Regions from separate parts of the Ovis aries genome. Here region 1 is linked to region 2. The links are chromatin contacts, called in public Hi-C maps. All regions are on one chromosome and are shown on one strand. The core of a region is the stretch at or near the end of the contact, and the rest is flanking DNA. Distances in the headings are between cores, read along the strand shown.

Region 1 (3,018 bases), core at 234-2,733, 52 kb before region 2:
GCAGAACACTGAAGTAGTCCTGGATGACTTTGTATTTAGACCTTGTTTACAATGAGAGAAAAAAATGCATCCATCTTGTTTAAGCCACTGCTTTTTGGGATTCGCTGAACTACACTGCCAAACCTAATCGTTCTATCATGTCTTGCTGTCCTTAGGACTAAACTCATTCTTTGTCAGGGTCATGACCATAACATAGACCAAGATAAACTAAATTTGCTGAAAAGAATCAACTTACTAGCACTGTGTCAAGCCAAGTTATCAGGCAGTTTTTAGAACAGACTGTTTTCCTCATTCCATCTTTATTTGGTCTGACCATTTCTATGGCAGGGTGGCAGGACGCGATAAACTTTGCTTACTAAATTTATTTAGCAAAGTGAGTGCCTCCTATATTCCAGCCATTGTGTTAGGCTCCAGGAATCCAGTGAAACGAAAATAGCCATGGTCTCTGGCCTGACAGGGCTTACAGTCTGGTGGATATTACTCAAAGAACACACACAGATATAGAATTACTCTACAAACTGATAAGTGCTCTAAGGGAAAAGCACAGGAAGCTACCAGAACCTACATAACAGGGGAATCTCATCTAGATGGGCAGTGGGAGGGTTGGTGAGGACAGGTTGTTCTGGACAAGGGCCTTTTAAATTGAGATCCAGGAGGTGAATTGGATTTAATGTGGTGAAAAGAGTGTATAGAATGTTCTAGACAGAGGGAATGGTCTGTGCAAAAGCTTGAGAAGGAAGGGGACTGGGTGCATTTCCGGAGTGGAAAGGCAGCCATTGCATTTCTGTGCATTACTGGTACACAATATGTAAAGGAAAGCAGTAGGAATAAACTGTTTACTTGGAAAGGATGTCAATTTTGTATGAATCAAGTATTATTTTTTATTTCAGTATTATAGAGAGTTTGATCATTGAGTTCCAGAACTATCACAAAAATCATATCTTTTGTGTTTTTGGAGGTGCTGCTCTGGGGCATGTAATTAAGCTCCAGGTTTTTCTCTGTGATTCTTTCGTGGTAATTTATATTTTGCTTGTCAGCTATCATTTGGACATTTGCACAGGTGGACAGTGGACACAAATGGAGTCAGCCCTGAAGACATCACATGCATTGAAGCTTCTAGTGAGAATGTTAATGCTATGAGATATTTTTAATGAGCACATGCTCCCTTGAGTAGATATTTCTAAAAAAATAAGGAGTGGAGCAGCATGGCTTGAATAGAAGTGAGTTAATGAGTCTCAATTTTTGAGAAAAATATTGCTGGAATGGTACCTTTTAAGTTAATGCTACTAAAAGTAAAAACAGCAGAGGCAGGAAAATATTTGTTTTCCAAACACATTTTATTGATAGATTTGTGAGTCCTTAGAAAAGATGATTTAGGAATTGATTCCTTCTTTGAGTTTGACGACTATAGTGTTTTGTGCCTTTCTTAAGCGTCATAACTAGTACTGAAACGTTCAAGAATGCAGTACTGTATGAGAACAAAGGTCTATTCTTAGGGGAAAAAGATCAGCTATTATACGAGACCTACAATTGATGGCAAGCAACCTAAAGAAGTTGAGTTTGCTCTAAAAATGAGTCTCTGCTGCCTCTCATTAGCTGGGTTCTACACTATTGCCATCTCTGCCACTGCCAGGTCGAAAGAACACTTAGTCTCACCTGTTTTCTTGACCTCTGCTGAGAGACAGAAGCAATGTCTTGCTTCTCTTGATTTTCCCCTCTAGTATTTCTGAATGTTGCTGTGCCTTTGGTGCCTCTGTGGGAATCATTCAAATACAGTATAGTGAGTTCCCAGATGGCCCTAGTGGTAAAGAACATACCAGTCAATGCAGGAGATGTAAGGGACATGGGTTGGATCCCTGGGTCAGGAGATCCTCTGGAAAAGGGCATGGAAACCCACTCCAGTACCCTTGCCTGGAGAATCCCATGGACAGAGGAGCAGCATGGTGGGCTACAGTCCATGGGGTTGCAAAGAGCCGGACACGACCGAAGCGACTTCACTGGCACGCACGTATTTTCTCACTATGTGCTCTGTACAAACTTGGACTTGACATGATATAGCAATTCTCTTTTTCTCATACCTACTGTAAATTTTTTTTCCTTTCTTTTTCATCCTTTTTACTTCCTTCCCTCCTTTACTTTTTCAGTTGTTGTTGAGGGGAGAAATTGGCAGTTTGGGGCTTAGATTGAGACTATTTTTGTGATGAATGAAGAAAAAAAATGGGAACTTATTTGAAAGCCCCATAAAGGGGATATATAGGCAACATTTCTGACCACAGACTTGAAAGAAATGACTAGGCCCTGTAGATACCAAGTCTCAACATTATAAAGCAAACACAAGACATCCTCTTTTTATTGGCCTACAGAAATATCCTTGTGTACATTCTCCTGTTGTCCCCCCCCCTTTTTTTTTTAATGCAGTTAGGCTGTACCATTGACTAGCTGAGGAGGTGGGTTCAGTTGTTTAGGCACTTGTGAATGCTTTCAAGGTAACAACCACGTGTAATCTCAATCTATTCTTAACTCAGGCAACAGACATATGGTAGATACTCAGTGATGGTGTTTGAATGTATTTACACACGGTCAGCCTTTAGGAGAGGAGGAGTGCCTAAAACTTAAATTCTGATCCTGCCAGGAAGGCTTTGCAGAGAAGTACTTTGTAGCCTGTATGGCCTGCAAAAGTGGTAGGGGTTGAGAGATTCTGGATAAAGCTCTGAGTCTGTATTAAGCCTTTTCGGTTTTTACCTATTGGAGCATCACCAGATAGGCACTTATGCTTAGACTGATTTGTCCGGGAGAGTCTTAGACTCAAAATTACTATTTGATGGTCATGTAACAAATAGCCCTCACTGATTGACTCCATATTTCAAGCCCTCTGTACAGTGCTGAGGCCCCTTTTCAGAGTGACTTGTTTGGTGTTACTTCCCTTGATTTATTAGTCCTGAGAGCTCCTCCCAGAGCACTATTGCTTGAACCACTCCTGTGCTCACTCAATCATGGAGTACTTTGTGGTGGCAGTTA
Region 2 (3,184 bases), core at 76-2,575:
ACAGTTCTAATTCCAGTTCTCCTGTGTTTACAGCCACCACTGGTCCAAGCAATCTTCAGCGGTGATCCAGAGGAGATACGGATGCTCATCCACAAAACAGAAGATGTGAATGCTCTGGTAGGAGATGCTCTGGCTTTGCCTCCCCAGACCCTCTTCACCTTTTCTGTGCCATGGACCTTTTCGGTGTCTGGTGAAAGCCCTGGCCCACTTCTCAGAATTCTGTTTTGAAATGCTCTAAATAAAATATATAGGATTCAAATGGAAATCAATTATTTTGAAATATAGTTATTGAATCAAAATTTTCATATAATAATATATGTGTTTATCAACACATTTAAATGGTAAGATACAGTAGGAGATCTAATAATGGCCATAATTTAAAAATAATGGTGAGCCTGATCAATATTTTGTGTTATCTGCCACCACTGTAACGTGGCATGAATGTGCCTGTGATTTCTGCCAACACTAAGGTTTGCTGCCTGCATTCATAATGTGAAGAAATGGGAAGTTTCAGTTAGAAGTCAGTGAAAATAGAGATAGAAACTTTGTTCTAGAGAACCCATGCCTTACAAACAGGAGTTGACAAACTATGGTTTGTCACCTGTTTTTGTACAAGCTACTGGCTAGGAATGGTTTAATTTTTTAAATGGCTGAAAAAAGAATGAAAAAAAAAGAATATTTTGTGACTTAGGAAAATTGTATGAAGTTCAAATTTTGATATCTACAAATTAAGTTTGTTTGGAACACGGGAAGGACAGCTTTCCTACTGCAGGAGCAGAGTTGAGCAGCTGTGACAGAGACAGTATGTGGCCTACCCCAGATATTTATTCTCCGGCCCTCTGGAGGGAAAATTTGCTGCCCTCTGCACTAGAGGGTCCATGAACCCGGAATGAGTGGATGAACTTGGCATCCTGTGTGTACCCTGAAGTCGTACGTAATGTGTGCATGCACTTGTGGACAATTTGTGTAATGAAAGGGTCAAGGCATTTCATCAAACTCTTAAAAGGGTTCATGATCCCCTAAAGATTAAGAACCACTGAATCTGGAAGTTCTTGACATAAACCTGCACTGAGGAAAGGTGAAAAGAGTTAGTCAATAATTTATCCTTTTAATAGTTTCCTAGACCTAGATTGAACAAGCAATTATGTATAGTACATGCTACTAATTCTCTTAATATAATGCAATTACCTACATGCTCCAGTCTGTCAGGGAGAGGAGTTCTCTTTGAAGTCCCAAGTGTTCAGGAGAAACAACAGACTCAGACACATCTACGGTACAAGAAGAGCTTTGCCACTGGGAAATGCATTCTGTCTGAGGTTGCATCTCTGTCCGCTCCGCCACATGTTTTATTCAGAAGGCGAGTCATCACTGCCACCCATTGTTTAGTGGCAATGTAGGTTGCTGTGGCTTTTTGAAAAAGCTCTTGGCAGTTTCTCCCCAACTGGCACTGACAACAGCAGAGCAATGTGGTGTGACATTTTAGCCAGGTAAGCACAGATGTGGTCAGGGCCAGACTACTTGAGAAGGCAACTGGGCATTTGTCTAGGGCCCATGGGGCCCTATACTTCTGAGAGGAGGCGAGGCAAGCAAGCTGATCATCTGTGTTCTGACACCACCAGAATTCATCCAGCCTGTTCTGTGTTGTGGGCCCCACCCAGGCCAGCCCAAGGCAAGGTTACTATCTTCCCTGATAATCATCAACAAGCAGGACTTTTGCAGTCCTGTGTACCAAGAAAGAGTGTACTGTCCTCTGAAAGCCTTTAATTTTTCCTTAGGAAAGTGACAAACAGCTGCTAGCTGGTAAAGATTAGGGGAGGTTAACTGCTATAACACACAGATGGCTCAAACATAAGAGGTGTTTAGTTCTCTTATGAGCAGATTAGAGCGGTGGTTCTTTTCTACATAGAGTCCCAGGTATCAGCATGTAGCTTCTAAGGTCATTCAAGGGGTGTGTCAACAGTCCAACAAGAAGGGAAAAAAAGAATGTGGAGGCAAAGCCTGGGAAGATTTTATGGGACAGCTTGGCTGTGGCATAATCACTTCTACTCACATCCCACTGCCCAGAACTCATCCCATGCCACAGCTAACTACAGAAGAGGTTGGGAAGTTAGTGTAACTGTGTCCCCAAAGTGTCAGAGAACAGTGACTTTGGTGAACAAGTTGCTGTCTTGGCTATACCAATTTCTGGTTTTAGGTAATTCAAGTGATACCCCTTAGTCATCTGTGTAGTGTGTTGTTAATTTGACAGTTAATTACTGAGTCTGGATCCTATGTAAGGTGCTGGGGATACAGCAGTTGAAAAGATAGCTCTTTCCCTCGTGAGCTTACAGTGTGGCAGAGAAGGCAACAAGTGAGAAATCATACTATGTCGTATTTCTGAAATGGAAAAGCTGGGACACTGTTTAGGGGCCTGTGTGAATCATGAGGGACTAAGGAAGTGAGGTATACACTGAGGCTGCTGCGGGAAGTGCTTTGTCGTTGCTGTTGGATGTGTGGCAGCGGTTGGATGTGACAGCAGAGAAGGGTGGATAAGGAGAGAGGAAGGAATGAGTGTGAGTGGCTAAATGAGTGGACAGCAAGCCTAAGAGGAGCCTGAGTTCTTAGGTTGGTCGTGTGGCTCCTCTGGGTCCACAGACCCTTTCCTCCACTCGTACCTCTTACAGCCTCCCTCTTCACATCCCCCTTTCCCTTCCTCAGGTGAGTATAAGGATCATTTGCTCCTCTACTCTGTTATCAAGTATGTTGCTGACACTGAGCTGTCCTCTTCAGTGGTTTTCCTTGGTCGGCATTCCTTCGGGATCAGTCACAGTGACTGCTGGCGGTGGATTAGACAGTTTAGGGGAAGTGATCGTTAACAAAGGGCATAGGGAGATGGAAGATAAATCTGGATTAGAAATCTAAGCCCAAAGATTGATTTTAGGATAGAAGAGTGGCTGCTCCCAGACATTTCAGTGTCAAGGAGGGGAGGTAAATCAGGGAAGCACCTCTTGCTAGCAAGAAGACAGTTTTTGTCTTTCTTCCCTTCTCATCCTTTGCTTTTCTCTCTTTATCCCTATTTAGTCACTTAATTTTTCTTTTCTGCTCTGGGCTCTGACTTTTTTGCTTTCTTTTTTCTTCTTCATCTTTCTGTGCCTTTTGATGGGTTGCCTGTTCTTTGGTATAAATACGCTTTGATTAACTGATC

The links. A called contact is a pair of places that touch in the nucleus more often than the background predicts.
Region 1: a Hi-C map of hypothalamus shows a contact between it and region 2, with 2.1 times the contacts expected there. The contact joins two enhancer-like sites. A contact is called at or near these places in 4 of 16 Hi-C or Micro-C datasets (blood, hypothalamus and liver).

The regions. Positions count from the first base shown.
Region 1 is chr2:199,550,221-199,553,238 of ARS-UI_Ramb_v3.0, reverse strand. All of the region lies in intron 1 of ANKRD44 (ankyrin repeat domain 44), which reads left to right. Among named protein-coding and RNA genes, the nearest start is that of ANKRD44, 74 kb to the left of the region's middle. Within about 2 kb of position 1,483, at least 8 of the 54 cell types and tissues checked have an H3K27ac peak or open chromatin away from gene starts, as enhancers often do. A contact at or near this core is called in hypothalamus, where this site is marked.
Region 2 is chr2:199,498,397-199,501,580 of ARS-UI_Ramb_v3.0, reverse strand. ANKRD44 (ankyrin repeat domain 44) reads left to right here. Exons shown (of 28, transcript XM_042244028.2): 2 at 34-117. Among named protein-coding and RNA genes, the nearest start is that of ANKRD44, 130 kb to the left of the region's middle. Within about 2 kb of position 1,325, at least 12 of the 54 cell types and tissues checked have an H3K27ac peak or open chromatin away from gene starts, as enhancers often do. A contact at or near this core is called in hypothalamus, where this site is marked.